Regions from separate parts of the Mus musculus genome. Here regions 2, 3, 4, 5, 6 and 7 are each linked to region 1. The links are chromatin contacts, called in public HiChIP or PLAC-seq and promoter capture Hi-C maps. All regions are on one chromosome and are shown on one strand. Each heading gives the region's core, a stretch centred on a gene start, on an enhancer-like site or on the middle of the called end of the contact. The rest is flanking DNA. Distances are from core to core; before and after follow the strand shown.

Region 1 (2,549 bases), core at 18-2,517:
TTTTGATAGTCTCAATCAGAAAGCTCTCCTCAGAACAGTGCATATTCTTACACACACACCCCACACACACAACTTTGGAAATGGAAGGAACCTGCCTATAAAGTGAATTACAGCAAATCTTATAAACTCTGACAAAAGAAACCAAAGGATTCACGTGTCAGGTGACAGCCCGACCTAATGTCATGTCTCATTCTCAAACCAATTCAACGGTTTCACACACCGAGGGCATGAGAGAGAGGTGAGCGGGGATAGTGCATAAGAGGGATAAATCTGCATAAGCAAGAAGCCTGTTCCGGAACTCAGGCAAATCCACAGAAAAGAAAAGTACATAGTTAGCTAGCTTAGAAAGAAAAGACAAGAAAAGGAAATCAAGCAAGCAGGCAGGCAGGCACTCACCAATATTGGCGGGAAAGGGGACTTCATGCACAGCTGGGTCCAGGTTGATTACATACGGTGGACAGCCTTTGTTGTGCAGGTGTCCTGTGAGCCTCTGCAAAAACAAGGAGCCAGGGTTGGAGGGTGATGACCAAAGGATAGGAACGGGCCCCGAGAATTCCCATCCCTTTACTGACCATGCTTATAAAATCTGTAACAATCTCCTTCTTCCCTCAGCGTGTTCAACACTGAAGAGTTTAAAAAGCCATCTAGTTCCAGTACCTGTCTCCCTATTCTCCGTCACGGCTTCGCTAACTCTGCCCCTCCAAGGGTTTTCTTCCTCTGTCTCCTCCACTAAAACACTCACTCCGTGAAAGCAAGAACCCTGTCGATCTCATTGCCGCTGTACTCTCAGAGCTTAGAACGTGGTAGGTCGAACGAAGTGATTCTTTCACAACTCTTCACGCAAACCAGAGTAGTAGACGTTACACTCCCCTACTCTTTAGGCCCGGGCCTTCGGAAAGCTGCCAATTCGCAGCAAGACAAGTTCAGCTGTACCAAGTGTGCATTAAGGTTGCCCAGGAGCCGGCCTCAAGTGACCCAGGCTAGGGTTCGAGGCTTCGGGAAGGAAAGGAGTCAGAGGACAGCTCGAGAAAACCACGCGCCCGGACCCGCAGATTCCCCAGACAACTTCCTCCCTTCTTCCCGGGCCTGAGGCGCCACTACCGCTTCTGCACGGTGCACGTCACCTGTACAAAGGTAGTTTTCCCGGATCCCGCCATTCCCAACACCAACAGACACACGGGGGGCTGAGGAGCCCGGGAAGCCTGGGGTTCGGATGGAGCCACGGGCGCCGCCATCTTTCCTCAGCCACGCCCACCACTCAGGGATCGCCCGGCGGCCTGCGGGCTCTCTGAATTCCGGGCTGCGATTGGTAGGAAAATCCGTCCTCTTGCGTACAGGGCTACGATTGGTCGAACGATCCGGCCTCTCTGAGTTTAGGGTTGCGATTGGCCAGACTATCCAAACCGCTCGAACCTACTGCAGTGGGTGCCTGACCGGCTTTTGGCATCTGACTTGCAGGGGTCACTTTGATGCTATAGTGGCTTTGCACAAGTGAGGGGTAGTGTAGGGAACCAGGAAGGGTTGACAGGAGTGAGATAGGACCCGGAAAGGGTTAAGCTCGTGTCCCCAAGGGAGTAATGAGGTGGGATTCCCAAGCCAGGATCTGTCAGGATCCTATAACAAAGGTGTTGCTCTACCTTTTATTTTATTGTCTAAGAAGAAGAAGAAAAAAATTAAACGTCATTATGTTCTAGAAAATATTAGGTAAAAATTAGCGTAACACTTGAAAGATAGCATGAATACTGTACTTTAACAGAGGAAGATACATTTTCTGGCAATCATTGCCTAATGCAAAGGGGACTAAAGAACCTTACAGCGTTTGTGGCTGAAGTGTGGCTGAATAATTAATACCGGAAGATATGGGTAGAGGAAGGGAGACGAACCTCATGAGGGAAAGCCCTGTATGACAGAGACTGTGACCAATGTCTTATTTGCTCATCTGTATGGCTATTTGTCCAAGGGAAGAAGAAAAGATGGTGAACCAAAGGCTCAAGGGAACCAGAAAACTCCTAAAAAGTCCCCTTTAAGAGTGAGGTAAAGGGCTAGGAGTCAAGGGTGGCCCTGGGTTTTGTTGACATTCTTGGAAAGTGGATAAAACTCTTTTTTTTTTTTTTAAGATTTATTTATTTATTATATGTAAGTACACTGTAGCTGTCTTCCGACACTCCAGAAGAGGGAGTCAGATCTCATTATGGGTGGTTGTGAGCCACCATGTGGTTGCTGGGATTTGAACTCCGGACTTTCGGAAGAGTAGTCGGGTGCTTTTACCCGCTGAGCCATCTCACCAGCCCCCGTGGATAAAACTCTTAAAGAACAAAAAGTTTGTATATATCTATACATAGATATCTCATTTTATTATGACATGTGCAGGCTGTGGAGAGGGCTCAGTTAGTAAGGTGCTTGCTGCACAAACTTAAGGGCCAGAATTCAGACCCCTGCCCTCACATAAAAGCCCAGGCATTGTGGATTGTGCCTATAATCCCAGTGCTAGGGAGCTAGAGATGGGAGAATCCCTGGAGCTCAGTGGCCAGCTAGCTTAGCCAAATTAA
Region 2 (2,549 bases), core at 18-2,517, 980 kb before region 1:
ACCCTTCTTAGTGCCTGAGTCTCTTTACATCATCACACCATCATAGTTTTTTGTAAAGCCTCAATACATGGATTAAGAACACTTCAATTCTGATCTTTAACATTCTTAGGGTAATCTAGATCTTTATGTTTCCCAAAGTTTTAAAATTGGCCTGTGTTTGTTTGACCCCCAAATCTGTAGGGCTTGTGGGATATTTGTGAAATGAACTGAGTCTAGTAGAACTGATGTCTTAATTTTAAGTCTTCTTCTAACCCATGACCTTCCCTTGCCTTTTATTAGCCATTTATTCTTTTATTTAATTTCTCTTGTGTGCATGCCTGTGTGTGCCTTTACTTGCTGGGCTATGTTACAAGCTTTGGTTGTTTTCCTCAACAAGGTTTATTTTCCTCTTGAAGCATTTACTATGGCAGTCTTGAGTATTTTTCATCAAGCTGATTTTGAGAAGACTAGTATAAATGTTTTAGTTTCCCACTATGTGATATTATGTAATTGTAATATATATAGGAATTAATTTTGTATACTGACTTTGTATATTATTAAATAAGTTTACAGTTTTTTTTTTTAATTTTAAGGCCAATCATTTGCTATAAAAGTTTGAATCCTTTTCTAATCCATGGTGGTTTGAATGAGAATGTGCCCTATAGGGCTCAAATCCTTGCATGCTTAGTCCCCAGCTGATGAACTATTAGGAAAGGATTGGAGGTGTGTCCTTGTTGGAGAAGGCAAGTCGCTAGGGCTGTGCTTTCAAGTTCCAAAAGCCCAAGCTCAGTTCTCAGTCCACTGTGCCCACCCCACCACCACGCAGCTGCTGCTCTAGCACCATGCTATCTGCTTCCTACCATAATGACCTTGGAGTAAACCTCTCAAACTGTAAACAAGCCCACAATTAAATGCTTTCTTTTATAAAAGTTGCCTTGCAGTCAGGCATGATAGTGCATGCCTTTAATCCCAGCACTTGGGAACCACAGGCAGGTGAATAGTGAGTTCCAGGCCGGCACGGTTTACAGAGAGTCCCAGGACAGCCAGGCTACAAAGAGAAACCCTGTCTAGAGGGAGAAAAAAAAAGTTGTCTTGGTCACTGGGGTCTCACACAGCAAGGGGAGAATAACTAAGAAGTTGTTACCAGGAGTGGTATTGCTGTGACAAGCTTGACCGGCCGCTTGTTGGTAGAAGCAGACTTTTAGGATATGGATTAGGAAAGCAGTTGAAAGGTGGGGCTTAACATTCTAGTAGGAGCCTGAAAGATAGTAATGGTTAACTATACCACACACCCAAGTATGCTAATTTGAATGATGTCAGCACAGCACAAGAGTTTTATCAGCTGACCCAGAGAACATTCTTGTGATAACTTGGCAAAGAATGTAGCAACTTTTTGCCCCTGTCCTAAGCATCTGCCTGAGGCTAATTAAAGAGTTTTGGAATAATGTCATTGCAGAGGAGACTTCAAAGACTTCAAGTATAGACTGCATGAAGGTGTGAGTGAAGCCTGGACAGTGTTGAAGAACCCAAGATGCTGGAGGTCAGAGTCATGGGATACCTGCCAAGGAGAGTTGTTATCAGATTGTGGAACTAGTCCAGGAGAGAGGTGTGTTGCAGTCAACAAAACTGAAAGGAACTGGACATCTGAAGAACACTTTTGACATCAGACACAGATACAGAACTTGGAGTCTATCCTGCTTGGTGTCAGTTTTGCTTTGGTCCTATATTTTATCATTATGCTTTCTTGCTGTACTGGCAACTTGTGTCAACTTGACACAGCTGGAGTTATCACAGAGAAAGGAGCTTCAGTTGAGGAAACGCCTCCATGAGATCCAACTGTAAGGCATTTTCTCAATTAGTGATCAAGGGGGAAAGGCCCCTTGTGGGTGGGACCATCTCTGGGCTGGCAGTCTTGGGTTCTATAAGAGAGCAGGATGAGCAAGCCAGGGGAGGCAAGCCAGTAAAGAACATCCCTCCATGGCCTCTGCATCAGCTCCTGCTCCCTGACCTGCTTGAGTTCCAGTCCCGACTTCCTTTGGTGATGAACAGCAGTATGGAAGTGTAAGCCAAATAAACCCTTTCCTCCCCAACTTGCTTCTTGGTCATGATGTTTGTGCAGGAATAGAAACCCTGACTAAGACAAATTGGTATCAGCATAGTGGGGTATTCCTGTGACAACCTGGCCATGTTTTGGGGAGGACTGAGGGAGGACTTTGGAACTTTGGGCTTGAAGATCCATCCTTTGTTAAGAGCTCTGTCGGATATTGTGTAGGAGCTTGGAAGATAATGTTGAGAACACTGCAGAAGATGGAGGTCTGGTTTGTGAAATTTCAAAGGGAAAATTAAAGACTCTTTTCAAGGCCATTGCTGTTTTGATTGTGAAGATTCTGTAGTTCTGGTTAGCTGGGGCTGAAGAATCAGCTGTGATTAACAAGATACCAGAACTACAAAAGCAAAAACTTTGCATTACTGGGACTATTGATGCTGGTTAGCTGGAGCTAAGAAATTAGCGGTGATTAAGAAGAGACCAGCATCATTGAGGTGACATCTTCTGGGAAGTGTTTTCTGAG
Region 3 (2,549 bases), core at 35-2,534, 900 kb before region 1:
AGTACACTATAGCTATCTTCAGACACACCAGAAGAGGGCATCAGATTCCATTACAGATGGTTGTGAGCCACCACGTGGTTGCTGGGAATTGAACTCAGGACCTCTGGAAGAGCAGTCAGTGCTCTTAACCACTGAGCCATCTCTCCAGTCCACTTCTTAACCTTATAAGCTACCTAGTCTTAGATGTTGTGTTTTAACAACAGGAAACAAACCAAGACACCTAGTTTTTGTGGGCCTTTGCAGTGGACTGTTTTTATAAACACAACTTTGGGGGATTATTTCATCACATTTGGTTAACCAAGGTTGCCTGTGACAGCTCTGACAAGTTAGGTGTGGCAAAGAGACCATATGTGTTTTACAGATGACAAAAACAGCCTCAGGGGTGTGTGTTCGGTACAGAGTTGGAACTGCTACCCTTTGGTTTTATTGTTTCGACAACTCTGCCATATATCTTTTGACCAGACAGACTACAACGTCGAACTTTAAGTTTCATTTGATAAAATGCATATGCCTTTAGCGAGTCCTTTACATTCCCTGCTAAGGTTTGAGTATGAAACAAACACAGACTCGTGTGCTCAGTGCTTGTCTCCCCTGGTGGCACTGTTTTGGGAGGTTCTGGAAGTTTTTAGGAGGTGGGACCTAGTGTTGGAGGAAGTAGATCACTGGATGTGTTCTTTGAAGGTTACACCTGGTCCCCACCCAGTCCCTTCCTTGCTCCCTGCTTTTTGTCTTCCATGTGGTCCTGCTGCCACGATGCCAAGAGCTATGGACTGGAATCTCTAAAACCGTAAAGTAAAAGAATCCTTCTGTCTTTCAGTTCTTTTTATCAGGTATTTGTCATAACAACAGAACAACAGATTAATTAACCTCTAAAGTATTTCCTCCCCTCATTTTCTCCTGTCCCACCAGCCATTTTGATTAAATTCTCCCAACCCTGCTCACGTATTCAGTTTAGCTCTTCATGTTCAGAAGAGACATTGTCTTTCTCTTGATGGCTCCCAGTGAAGTGGCTCTAACCATGACCTTGGACAAGCCAATAGTAAACGACCAAGACAGTATTAATTGTAAGTGACACAGACAGTATTTACAACAGTAAATGATCAAGTACACACGCCTGGTTTGGGACCACAATCTCAGTCTTGTCCTTTTTAAACCCAATGAGCTTTCAACTTTATCATGTTGTCTCTTGCCCAGAGGGTGAGGAAACAGAAGCAACTGCCCACAGGAAATATGCTGCAGCTTCCTCCACAGACACGGAGTCCTAGAAGAGCCCGACTCCATGGAAACAGCATGTGTGCACAGCATTCTTCGAGGCCCACTCCAATTCTCCTTAGAAGCTGTTGCACCGCTGTGGATTTTCATGGTGCTCAATCCTAGTCTGAAATCTCTTTAAAACAAAGCAGCATCATTGAATCACAGACCATCAGAAAAGAAAAGCTCCTGACTGGGCAAATGCCTTCAGTGCACAGAGGGGGCTTATAGAAGAGTCAAGGCATTGCTTGCTGAAGGCCATCCTACCTAGTTATGGGTAGAGGGAATATTCCAGTTTCACATTGGACTTGCTAGTGTGGTGTTTACCTACAAGGTTGACATCACATCAGTTGCATTGAACTTGATTAAAGCTGTGCTCCAATGGCTCCCATGAATGCCCTAAAACTTGGGAGAATAAAAACAACAACAACAACAAAAAGAAGCCAAAATGAACCACTTCCAGATTGATCTTGTTTTACTTTGTCCTCTATTCTATGCAGATTCTCACTTTTCTTTGAGAACACGGATCCCTCAAAACATAACCAAGCACCCATTTATTTTTTAAATCAGGTCTTATGCTAGACCAGGCTATAGCTAACAAATAAGACAGACAGAGTTCAGGTCTCATCTAACAGAAGTAGGAAGGTTATTTACAATAACGAGTCCTAGAATTATTAGTTATGGGATTAGTCCTAGAACCACCTGCTTGGGGTCCTGAGCTGGCTCTCCCAGCATCTATTCCTAAAACTGTTCCCTCTGTTTCCTGTGGCCCTCCTTGGACTCCAGATGTTGATTTGTAGCTCACGCTAGGACATTACTTCTCAATCTATGTGCCATGACCATAGGAGATGACCCTTTCACAGATGTCATCAGAAAACACAGATATTTACTTTATGATTCATAATAGTAGCAAAGTTACAGTTATGTAGTATCAATAAAAATAATCTTATGGTTGGGAATCACCACAACATGAGGAACTGTATTAAAAGGTCATAGCACTAGGAACATTGAGAACCATTGCTCTAGACAGACAGATCCATGCTCTCCTGTAGTACAGGCAGTATCACCCTACATTTGAATGTTGCATGGACTTGCCTCTGCCCTGGTCAGGGCTAGGTATTGTTTGTTTGTTTTTTTAATATTAATGGGAATTTAGATTCAGCTTTGAATCTAAAATCCCAGGTCTTTTTATCTAGATGTCTTATATCAGAGAAGGTATCAGATAGCCCAGGCTGGCCCAGAACTTTCTGTATAATTATCCCTAATCTTGAACTCCTGGTTCTCCAGCTTCTGCCTCC
Region 4 (2,549 bases), core at 17-2,516, 780 kb before region 1:
AGTGATAAGCACTCTGTCTGGATTCTTCTGAGCAACATGCTTTCCTTCTGAAAGAGCCCTAGGACGTGAGTCCAGAAAGGTCTCTGCAACTCAGCTGTACCATGTTCAGGGCATCCATCTTCCCTGGGGGCCCTTGAAGAGCAGGGTACTCCCACTCCAGAGTGAGATCTTGCTTTGGAAACTCTTGAGTCAAGGGTTTGTCTCTAGACATTCGGGGAATCTAGTCTCATCCAACCATCACAGGTGTAGAATGGTTGTCACTTGGCTCAGCAACTACCCCATGACTATCATAGACATTTGTCTTCAGACTGCTTTCATCATGAATCAGTATGTTATGTGCTTCCTGCGGCAGGCAGTGCATGCATCCAGAACAAGGAAAGTCAAGAGCGCGTGAGTCCACAGCCCCCTTCATCCATGCAATGAGCTAGAGTATTTTCTATTTGATCCCATTCCCTCTCCCTTCCTTTATTTTACAATTCGTGTTTCAACCTTTTCTGACTTAATCACGAACACTCACTAATGTCCTGGCATCCATGACCTCAAAACCTAGAAAAACAATTCTCTGTGTTTAAATTGAAAGAGATGAGAGGATAATGCATGCATGGGTAAGTAATGCTTGAGATGGGGGTGGTCGGCCCACACGAGGGAGCAGATCACTCAGCAAGAACCGGTCCAGTCTGTGGATACCGTCACGACAAGGTCTTAAAAATACATGCTTGATGAAAAGTGCACGCGCACACCTATATGGGAACATCACAGTGAGTTGTGATCAGTGGTGATATGCACACTGAATACATTTTAATGAAAACAAAGAATATTAAAGGTAAAAGAAAGAGTTTCATATTACTTATGGAACTAAAAATTAATAAAAAAAACCCAAGTCGCATAAATGAGACACATATACTTAAAATGCATCATGAACTCAATAATGCTCAAAGGGACATTGAGGCAAAAAAAAAAATATCTTGTAAGACTGCTTAGCTGCAAGTTAGAGAGCAGAGAAGAAATCACGAATGAGTGTGAATGTGTTCTCGCACATGGAAAAAACCATCAGATGCCATTCTTAGCTAAGTCGCCACAGATAAGATAGCACTGCTTGATTCTACACCTAAGAGGGCAGATTTACGTATGGGCTTGGTAATGTGTGAGCAGCTAAAGAGTAATGAGTGGAGATACAGAGGCAGGCAGTAATGTGTAAATGCATGCTTGAACATATCAATGCACAGATGCATAATTCATGAGTTAACATTAATATGCATAATGACCCCAGAGAGAACAAACAGAGCATGTAAATTTCACTTGGACCTAGTGAACAGAGACAGTCTTACTCTGTGCACTACACACTCGGGAGATCTGCAGGGACAAAGGACAGTGAGAGCCTGCTAAGAAAGGGAGGTTTTACTAATTCTCCCGGGGTCCCATGGCACAAATGAAAGGTAGCTTTGATAGTAGCCCAGGGATCTGTGCAAGTAGCAGCATTTGGAAGGAGGCAAGATGGGGCAGGAGAGGGACACAGCAAGAAAGCTGGCCATATCTGAGCTATGGCCTGACAGAGGTCCTGAGAGCTGAGGAGCAGCAGTAGGCAAGATGACAGAGACAGCTTGGTGTCAGCTGTACTTTAGAACTCATGAAGAAGAGTGTGTATGTCATTCATATGTCACAGCCTATTATTTCCCAGCTATCCCATACACTTTGGGCTGATTGGAGCTGATCTTTGATAAACACTGAAGTCACAATCTGCGATATAATTATCTATACATATACTAGATAAAACCACACGTTTTGTCCCCAGGAAATCCAGGGAGCCTCAAAGATAAGATCCACAGATCGTTTGCCTTTGGTAAATGCCAGTCTTTCCACCCAAGCTGGGACTCAGGGTTAGGGAGGGTGAGTGGAGTGTGCGCGTTCTACACTAGTTAGGGTTAGGGAGGGTGAGTGGAGTGTGCGCGTTTTACACTAGTTAGGGGAGGCTAGGGCCGCTTCCTGCGCTTGTCCACGCACTCACTGCTCACGTGAAGGCAGAACTGAGAGAGGCAAAACAATTCTTAGCTACCTAGTAAGCTGATTCTCTCCGGATGCAGAACAGCCATTGACTCAGGCTGCCCAGGCCCTGACTGGAGAGTACAGAAATCCATAGTAGAATCATATGAAATGTAAAAGCTCCCGTGCAGCAAAGGAGACGATATCTATGCGACGCCAGGGCCTACACGTAACAAAAAGTATCTCTTCATTTCCCAAGGGGTTAATATTCACAATATATAAGGAACTAAAAAAGTTAAACACCCCAAAACAAATTGTCTAATTAACAAATGACCAGATGCCCTGAATACAGTGCTTGAAAGACATATAAATGGCCATTAAATCCGTGACAAAGTAATCAATGTCATTAGTCAACACAGAAGTACAAATCAAAATCACACTGATAACCCACCACATCCCACTCAGAAAGACTCTCATCAAACAACAGGAGCTACAGGGGGGAGGGGGAGGGGCTCCTTACATATGACTGGTGGCAGTGTGAATTAGTGAATTACTAAGCTACTGAAAAG
Region 5 (2,549 bases), core at 34-2,533, 720 kb before region 1:
GGCCAAGCAAACAGTGAGGAGCAAGCCAGTAAGCAATATCCTCCATGGCCTCTGCATCAGCTCCTGCTTCCAGGTTCCCTCCCGTTTTGAGCTCCTGTCCTGTCTTTCTTCAGTGATGGCTATGATGTAAAAATGTAAGCCAAATAAACCCATTCCTCCCAACTTGCTTTGGGTCATGGTGTTTCATCACAGCAATGGTAACCCTAACTAGGTCAGTAATATAAGAGGTGTTTAGCTCTGACAGAAAGCAAGACTTTAAATCTCTTAGAAATGTAGGTGGGAACAGGCTAGTGATCACGTACAGACCACACAGACCAGCTTTCTGACTTATAAGTGCTCATTCGGTCAAAGCTAATAGAAGCACACTGGGGTTTTAAATAACAGGGAAGCTCCAATATCAGGTTTTCATCCGAGTGGTACTGACTGAAATGAACAAAGGATGGGGCTAGAGAGATGGGTCTGTGGCTAAGAGCACCTGCTGCCCCTGCAGAGGACCCAGGTTCAGTTCCCAGCTCCCAGTTCCAGTGGCTCAGAATCCGCACATAACTCTAGTTACAGGGGATCTAACACCTTCTCTGACCTCTGAGAGCACTTGCTTGTATATGGTGCACACACATACACACTCAGGCACACACACACACATACACACTCACACATTCACATACATATACACACTCACACACACATACACACTAAATTAAATTAATAAATACATGTTTTAAAAACTAACAAAGATGTCACTTAAAAATTTAAAAGCCCAGATGTGTATAAAGCGAATACTTATTTGGCCATTTTGTGTGTATTTAACACAAAGCTTTAACTCTGCCAACGGCCTTACACATTCCTATTCATAGACACAGAAGACAGTAAATGTACTAGAATCACTTTAAAATAATAATTGGGTATCCAGGTAGTTGGAGAAAAAAAAAGCTTTAACATAAGCACACATTGCAAGAAAGCTCAGCTCTGTTATGACTTAGTTTCTTACCTAACCAGACAGGGCCTGAAAGTCAGCAGAAAGTGTAAACAGTTATCTTAGGAAACATGAAATCGTATCCTCCGTGGTAATTATGCTTGCAATGCTTGCAACACAGAGAATCTGGCTCAGTTTTTCTTTGGTGCATTAAATCCTGACCTTAGAGAGTCTTTTGGGAATTTAAAACATCTTTTACAAAATGTTTTTGAAAATAGTGCTGACATCATGGCTTGATGCACAGGATCCCTCTCATGTCCTAATCCTCTTTAGCTGGGGCTAGAAAGTGGAGGTGGAAGATTTCAGCTTAAACAAATGTAAATGAGGGCCAGTCCTGTTGCTCCAGAAGCAATGGGAAGTGAGGGAGAGAGGGGTCCACGGGCGAGTGCACAGTGCACAAGCCTGAGGACCTGAGTCTGGAGCCCTCATATCCATGTAAAAACCTTTGCTGTGTTCCAACCACAGCATTGCCTTGTGGAGGTGTGGACTGAAGGTTTTCTGGTCTGGTTGGTCAACCAGTCTAGCAGAAACAGCCAGATCCAAATTCAGTAAGTCCTTGTCTCAAGGGAAAAAAGAAAATTAACCGATAGGAGGATAGGAGATCAGGACACAATGTCCTCCTCTGGTCTTCATGCATGTACAGATACATGTAGACATACCTACATGTGCCTACACACACACACACACACACACACACACACCGAGAGAGAGAGAGAGAGAGAGAGAGAGAGAGAGAGAGAGAGAGAGAGAGAGAGAGAGAGAGAAAACATCAAACATTAAACCCTCTATATTTTAAAGTTAGCCCTTTTAGCTAGGTGTGATTATCACACCTTTAACCCCAACACTTAAGAGGTGGAGGAGGGTGTATCTCTGTGAGTCTGAGGCCAGCCTCTGTTTATATAGAGAATTCCAGGCCAGCGAGGACTATATAGTTAGATCTTGTCTAAAAAACAAACAAAACAAAATGGCCTTTATACAATTTTACAAAAAGTACATCAGCATTCTGAGAAAGTCTAATTGCTTTTAATACATGTTTAAAACTCTCATTAAAAAGCATAACATATCTGAAAACTATAAAAAAAAATTGAATGTTGTTTCCCCATGTTGGTGTTATCTTAATTTTATAATGTATATACATAATGAGTCAGATATTAAGACTTTTGAATGTTTAATCACTTATAATAAAATGCATTGCCTAGTAGCAGTGAATTACAGTTGAGCAACTTTATCATCCCAATAAAGAATGTAGCCCATCTCAACAATGACAAAATATTTTATCTTTTTAATTTACTTAGTTTGACTAGCAGAAAATAGCTTAGAGATTTTCTAAGCATTAACAAAATGATATCTTAGTAAAGTTTCTCCTTTTTAAATAACTTAGTGTCTGGGGGCAGGGCATCATTTGTGCCACAGCACACACGGGGGTCTTAGGACAACCAAAGGGACTGGAGATTAAATTTAGTAACCAGCATGCTAATCCACTGAGCTGTCTGCCAGCCCCATGTTCTGACAACTTAGTCACCTTTAACTGGAAGGTACTACTAGCTACCTCTCTTCTGAGTAAGACTTAATTACA
Region 6 (2,549 bases), core at 25-2,524, 700 kb before region 1:
CACAAAGCCACCAGACCTGGGTTCCCATCTTGCTCCTTCACTTAAGTATCAAGACGATATAGCCCCAGTTCCCTCAGAAACATGAGGAAGATGACATCGGCATCACAGGCAACATAGGTGATGATCCATCCAGAAAGTTCTTTAGTGTAAGCGGCAGTGTCAAGCCCAGGACACAGAGAGTGCGCACAAGATGCAAGGTCTTTTCCTAAGCATGGTCTTCTCCTGGAGATTCTTCCCACAGGAAACTAAGGATGTTTCCTAAGACCTCTCTGGAGAGGAATCAGGTAGGAGGAAATCTAAGACGCAAAGATAAGTAAGATACCAGGTCCCCTGTCAGCTGACAGGGGACCTTAACCCCTCAAGCTGGGGGCGCTAAGACATTAGGGCACCTTGCAGACTATGGGCAGAATTACTAACCTTTATTTGACTCAGGATCTTCTGGTCCAGTGCTGTGTCCAAAGGACTCTAAGCTAGGTGTGGTGGTGGCTGCCTATAATTTCACAGTATTAGATTAAAAGCAGCAGAATTAAAAGCTCAAGGCCAGCCTTGGATGTTATAGGAGCCTGTCTGGAAAACCAGAGGACTGGGTGTGGGGATGGGGGGTGGGGAGGCCAGGGGGTGAGGGGGGGCAGAGTGACTCTATTTCAAAGGTCTGTCCTGAACTTGAAGCCCATCCACAATCACTCACTCTTGGGATTTCAAAGTATGACGGAAGAAACAGGGTCAGGTCCAGGTTGAGCCCAATTTGGAATCTCAGAGAGGAAAAGAAGCCAAAGTTGGCAGGGACTTCATGTCAGAGGAAATCTTCCTAGCCCATAGTGAGGCCGGACTGGGAAAGAAGGGCTCTGCTTTCGGATCCCAGCCTTGTATTTCCTGTTGATGGAGCACTGGGAAGCCTATAGGCCAAAGTGGGAATCAAATACTTGATAGCATGCGTTATCGTTACTAAGTCTGATCAGAGTCCACTGGCCCCTCTTCTGGCTAACACACTCCCTGGATACTGGGGGTGGGGTGAAGAGACAAGTCCTGGCAGCTTTGGATTCTGCTGTCCCTACACTGCCAGCTCGATGTGTAGCCGCCCACTTCAGAGCAGAGTCAGGGTGCATCTTTTCTTAAGAAGTGGAGCATTTCCTGTTTTGGAGGAGGAGGGATGGGGCTCTTCCTGGACCACATTGCCTCTTCAACCCCTCCACCCCCCCCCCACCACACCTCCCTCCCTGAGTTACTCACTCCTGGAAATAGGGCTGATGACATCGAGATGAGTCAGAGGCTCACGCGCGTCATGGCCCGACTGCTGGGAGGGTGAATGAGTTCAGTGCTCCCTAGACCACAGCCCTAGATGTGCACCAGGAGTCCAGGCAAGGCAACAGGCCTGGGGGCGGTGTACATGTCTGTACTTGTGTGTGTGTGTGTGTATACATGTGTGTATATGTGTGTGTGCGCGCAGTTGTGTGTGTACGTGTGTATATGTGTATGTGTGGCATGGCAGGAGGAGGCTAGCCTTTATTTAGCAATGAATTACATACAAGCCCTCATCCATTGCTCTCTCTTCCTAGCCCCTGAGTGATGCTAGCCTTTCTCAGCAACAGGTAACAACCCTAATGTCTTTCTAGGCAAGTAGGCTCAGAGGACTAACCCCTTGGAGAACTACCTGACTTCTTCTGACCAAATTACCCAGCTCTGCCCCAGCACAGTGAGGTATAGCAGCAGTCCTGAAACTGGTGGTCTAGCCTCAGCTTCTTTAGAAGGGCCCCTACCCCAGGGATTACCCTTGCAGGGATATGTATTCAGTGAGGGGGGGTGTGTTTATACTTTGAGGGATGCCCTAATTCACAGTGTCAGTCAAACACACACTTTAGGTCTGTTTTCCGTTTTCCATGTGTCGCATTTTGGAACATTTAGCGGACATAGGATCACTGCAAAGGAATGTATTAATTCAATGCATTTTGAAATGTCTCTTTAACATTCTTGGAGTTACAGTGCAAGCTGAGCATACTAATAGAGGCAAAACAACACGCAAGCTAGACTCTCCTGGCACTTGGTAAATAGGGCTGAAGTACCAGTTTCCCCATACCTAACATGGGTGTAGCCAGGGCACAAATGGTATGGAAAATAACACCAGGACCGTGAAGCAGGAGGCAGCCCCACCTCTGAGTTCTCTCTTTTACCCTCCCCAAACAGCCACTGCTCCAAACATTGCTCCTCACAGACCTTGAGGACTGCTGCTTGGACCCTTTAGGATTTCCTTCCAGTTGATCTAAACGAGAATGGAACGAAACCTCTCAGGATAGAGGGGTTAGAATTCAGAAGAATGCATTTTGATTTGGGTATGGGGCACACACCTGCGATCCTGGCACTTGGGAGGCTGAGGAGAGAGGATTATTGATTTGAAGTTGGCTTGAGCCACATAGTGAGATCCCCTCTTTCAAAATGAACTGATTGATGGCACTTTGATATCTCAGGCATGGGCTAGGACAGCAAAGAGAACGAGGATTCAACTCTCCAGGGCTCCCCTAGTGTCATGTCATTAGCTCCAGTGCAATCAGAGG
Region 7 (2,549 bases), core at 27-2,526, 530 kb after region 1:
TTTTCAGACACATCTCCAATTCTAAGACACCAACTAGGTATCTGTCCAACAATGGAACGAAATTTCTAACACCACCCACCCACAGGTGTTCACACTGGATAGATCCCATAAATCAAAGGGACTGATCCTAAAGGATCGTTTCCAGTGTCTCCAGCTTTGAGTCCTGACCATCTATCTGTACTTCTAAATAACAGGCTGGGAAGCAGAAGTCCCTGTGACTTCCTCTGTCAGTCTGGTAAGTTGTCAGAACAGCACACAGAGCTCACTTCCATCTTCCTTAGGATTTCTCTTCTAGCATAAAGAATAGAACTCAGAATTAGCAGAAGGGAAGAGATGTGTAGGGCAAGGTACATGGAGGATAAAGGGTGAAGAATGCAGTACTTCCTTGCCCTCTCTGGGCACACCATCCATCCATCCAGCACCTACATGAGACCACCAACCCAGGAGCTCATTGATCCCTATTGTCTAGGGTTGTTTTAAAAACAAATATTTCATCATATGGGCACATACTGGCCACTGGTGACTGAATTCAGTGTCAAGTTCCTCTCTCCTCCCTGAAGGCTAGTAAATGGGCCTAAAATTGGCTTCTTCTAATCACGTGGTTTGTTCAGCTGCATATGGGTCCAAAAGACACCATGGTAGTATAAATTCATGTATGGTTGACTGGGGCTCATTATGAATCGCAAAAGACATCAAATACTAAAATATAAACCATATTCAAATAATGGTCCTTACATCTCTATAATGTGAACATGTTCCAAAAACACTTAAATAGTAGGGTAACCAAATAGCCCGGTTTATCTGGGATTTTGTGGGTTTTTGTGCCTAGTCTCAAGTCTTGCCAGTCCCATGAGTTCGATGTTCCAGAAGTGGATGTCAAGCCATAAGAAAGAGTCCAATCAACCGCGGAGGATGCTCTCAAAGTGGGGACTGATTTCTTCATATTAGGATATTAGGAAGCAGTGAATCTGTTTTGGAGTGTCTGTCCTCCACACAACCCGGGAGAACCCATTTCCTCCCTGGAGTAACACACAAAGGCCCGGCTTGTACGAGTCTGCTGTGTATCTCTCCTGAAGTGGGGACTGTCCCAGTCCGAGAACTTTTTAATTCGATTTACTGATCTTCAGTAATCTCTTCTAGCCCCACCTCCCACGCCCCACACAAAGATGGCAGCTTCATCGTCATTCGGGGCTAGGACCCGGATCCGACGCCAGGGTTCCGTGACAGCGCGTCCCGCTAGTGCTGACGCGGATTGGCGTCTTGCGCTTGCGCAGAGAGAGCCCAGGAGCTCGGCGCGTGCGCACTGAACGCCTGCAAGACCCAGTCGGCCGCGCGGGCGCAGATCGGCTGCTTGCGGTGGTTTGAGTGGTGGCAAGTCCAGTGCTGAGAGGGGTCGGCAGTCTTCCGGAAAACTCTAGCGCCAAGTTCCTGAGCTTTCGGAGGCGAGGCGCGGCATGTCGTGGGTTCCGCGGGGTTGGCGGTGAACGTGCGGGCGGGATGGGTCGGCGCCGGGGTGTGGAGCTGTACCGGGCCCCGTTCCCGTTGTACGCGCTTCGGATAGACCCCAAGACTGGGCTGCTCATCGCTGCGGGCGGAGGAGGAGCTGCCAAGACCGGCATAAAGAATGGCGTGGTGAGAACGCAGGGCCACTGAGAACAGGTTATACCGTGGCCCAGGGAGATTCCAGGGTGGCCGGGGGATGCAGAGGTGAGCAGTACCCCTGATTTAGTCCCTACCCATTTCTAGCGGGAGCACCCAGGATTGCCGTTCGGGTGCTGGTTTCACCTGAGCAGAGTGGTTGAGACAGCCAAAATTAGACTGAAAGCTGTGCAGGTCTGCGAATCCAGGACTGTCCACGCCGGATTACGAGAGCTGGTCCAGGGCTCATACGCTGGCCTTTTCCAGGAAGGCACATTGTCTTGTCCATCTTCAAGCAGCTGGAGACGGAATTCTTTTCTTTCTGTAAACTGGACCTAGTAATCTAAACCCTGCTTGCTGTATGAATTAAGAAGCTCCAGTAAGAGAATACAGCTCTAAGCAACAGCAACAACAACCAAAGAAACAAAAAAACAAAAAAAAACAAAAAATAAGAGCTGGAGGTGCGGGAAGCAAAAGTACAACTGAGAGAGACTAGGATTTAATGTGACTTCCGGGCTGGCCTGACCTTTGCCCACTTTGGTTCCCTCACAGCATTTTCTGCAGCTAGAGCTGATCAACGGGTGCCTGAGCGCTTCCTTGCTGCACTCTCATGACACGGAGACACGGGCCACCATGAATTTGGCGCTTGCTGGTGACATTCTTGCTGCCGGACAGGATGCCCAGTGTCAGCTTCTTCGTTTCCAGGTCCATCAACAGAAGGGCAGTAAAGCGGAGAAGTCAGGTGAAGAGCTTTGGAAAAAGTCGCTCTAATTCTTGGTCTCCAAAAACGAGAGATTAGGTGTGGGGCAGTGGTCACATTGAAGTCTGTACTTGGGTCACTAGAGGACTGGTGTTAGTTAATACAGATGCTCAGGTCCATCTGAGGGAGGTGGTGCACAGCTGTAGTCTCA

Evidence for each region. Promoter capture Hi-C pulls out the DNA fragments that hold promoters and counts their contacts. HiChIP or PLAC-seq counts read pairs in DNA pulled down with a chosen protein or histone mark.
Region 2: a contact with region 1 is called in a promoter capture Hi-C map of neutrophils, with 7 times the contacts expected there. The contact joins the enhancer-like site here to the promoter of Gpn1 in region 1. A contact is called at or near these places in 11 of 39 promoter capture datasets (3T3-L1-derived adipocytes, HPC-7-derived erythroid cells, cranial neural crest and 7 more), 5 of 115 datasets of contacts at active chromatin or transcription factors (the 230-238 cell line, bone marrow-derived macrophages and embryonic stem cells) and 4 of 9 other capture datasets (adipose tissue, embryonic stem cells, liver and 1 more).
Region 3: a promoter capture Hi-C map of hippocampal neurons shows a contact between it and region 1, with 2.1 times the contacts expected there. The contact joins the enhancer-like site here to the promoter of Gpn1 in region 1. A contact is called at or near these places in 4 of 39 promoter capture datasets (the 3T3-L1 cell line, hippocampal neurons, liver and 1 more) and 1 of 9 other capture datasets (liver).
Region 4: an H3K4me3 HiChIP or PLAC-seq map of embryonic forebrain shows a contact between it and region 1, with 6 times the contacts expected there. The contact joins the enhancer-like site here to the promoter of Gpn1 in region 1. A contact is called at or near these places in 5 of 39 promoter capture datasets (hematopoietic stem and progenitor cells, hippocampal neurons, liver and 1 more), 2 of 115 datasets of contacts at active chromatin or transcription factors (embryonic forebrain and embryonic limb bud) and 2 of 9 other capture datasets (adipose tissue and macrophages).
Region 5: a promoter capture Hi-C map of the 3T3-L1 cell line shows a contact between it and region 1, with 8 times the contacts expected there. The contact joins the enhancer-like site here to the promoter of Gpn1 in region 1. A contact is called at or near these places in 12 of 39 promoter capture datasets (the 3T3-L1 cell line, 3T3-L1-derived adipocytes, cranial neural crest and 7 more), 2 of 115 datasets of contacts at active chromatin or transcription factors (embryonic stem cells and large pre-B cells) and 4 of 9 other capture datasets (adipose tissue, embryonic stem cells, macrophages and 1 more).
Region 6: an H3K4me3 HiChIP or PLAC-seq map of bone marrow-derived macrophages shows a contact between it and region 1, with 5 times the contacts expected there. The contact joins the enhancer-like site here to the promoter of Gpn1 in region 1. A contact is called at or near these places in 6 of 39 promoter capture datasets (embryonic stem cells, hippocampal neurons, liver and 2 more), 4 of 115 datasets of contacts at active chromatin or transcription factors (the NIH/3T3 cell line, bone marrow-derived macrophages, embryonic limb bud and 1 more) and 4 of 9 other capture datasets (adipose tissue, embryonic stem cells, liver and 1 more).
Region 7: a promoter capture Hi-C map of hippocampal neurons shows a contact between it and region 1, with 2.6 times the contacts expected there. The contact joins the promoter of Preb here to the promoter of Gpn1 in region 1.

What each region holds. Positions count from the first base shown.
Region 1 is chr5:31,493,459-31,496,007 of GRCm38.p6, reverse strand. Gpn1 (GPN-loop GTPase 1) reads right to left here and starts at 1,267. Exons shown (of 14, transcript NM_133756.5): 1 at 1,125-1,267; 2 at 397-490. The coding sequence starts at 1,235.
Region 2 is chr5:32,471,404-32,473,952 of GRCm38.p6, reverse strand. All of the region lies in intron 1 of Ppp1cb (protein phosphatase 1 catalytic subunit beta), which reads right to left. Among named protein-coding and RNA genes, the nearest start is that of Ppp1cb, 14 kb to the right of the region's middle. Within about 2 kb of position 1,267, at least 69 of the 459 cell types and tissues checked have an H3K27ac peak or open chromatin away from gene starts, as enhancers often do. A contact at or near this core is called in liver, where this site is marked.
Region 3 is chr5:32,389,211-32,391,759 of GRCm38.p6, reverse strand. No RefSeq gene overlaps it. Among named protein-coding and RNA genes, the nearest start is that of Gm36840, 36 kb to the right of the region's middle. Within about 2 kb of position 1,284, at least 1 of the 459 cell types and tissues checked has an H3K27ac peak or open chromatin away from gene starts, as enhancers often do. A contact at or near this core is called in hippocampal neurons, where this site is marked.
Region 4 is chr5:32,277,193-32,279,741 of GRCm38.p6, reverse strand. All of the region lies in intron 10 of Plb1 (phospholipase B1), which reads right to left. Among named protein-coding and RNA genes, the nearest start is that of Plb1, 39 kb to the right of the region's middle. Within about 2 kb of position 1,266, at least 12 of the 459 cell types and tissues checked have an H3K27ac peak or open chromatin away from gene starts, as enhancers often do. A contact at or near this core is called in embryonic forebrain, where this site is marked.
Region 5 is chr5:32,209,740-32,212,288 of GRCm38.p6, reverse strand. No RefSeq gene overlaps it. Among named protein-coding and RNA genes, the nearest start is that of Gm36783, 22 kb to the left of the region's middle. Within about 2 kb of position 1,283, at least 6 of the 459 cell types and tissues checked have an H3K27ac peak or open chromatin away from gene starts, as enhancers often do.
Region 6 is chr5:32,190,951-32,193,499 of GRCm38.p6, reverse strand. No RefSeq gene overlaps it. Among named protein-coding and RNA genes, the nearest start is that of Gm36732, 7.2 kb to the right of the region's middle. Within about 2 kb of position 1,274, at least 142 of the 459 cell types and tissues checked have an H3K27ac peak or open chromatin away from gene starts, as enhancers often do. A contact at or near this core is called in the NIH/3T3 cell line and bone marrow-derived macrophages, where this site is marked.
Region 7 is chr5:30,959,054-30,961,602 of GRCm38.p6, reverse strand. Preb (prolactin regulatory element binding) reads left to right here and starts at 1,276. Exons shown (of 9, transcript NM_016703.3): 1 at 1,276-1,632; 2 at 2,191-2,380. The coding sequence starts at 1,498.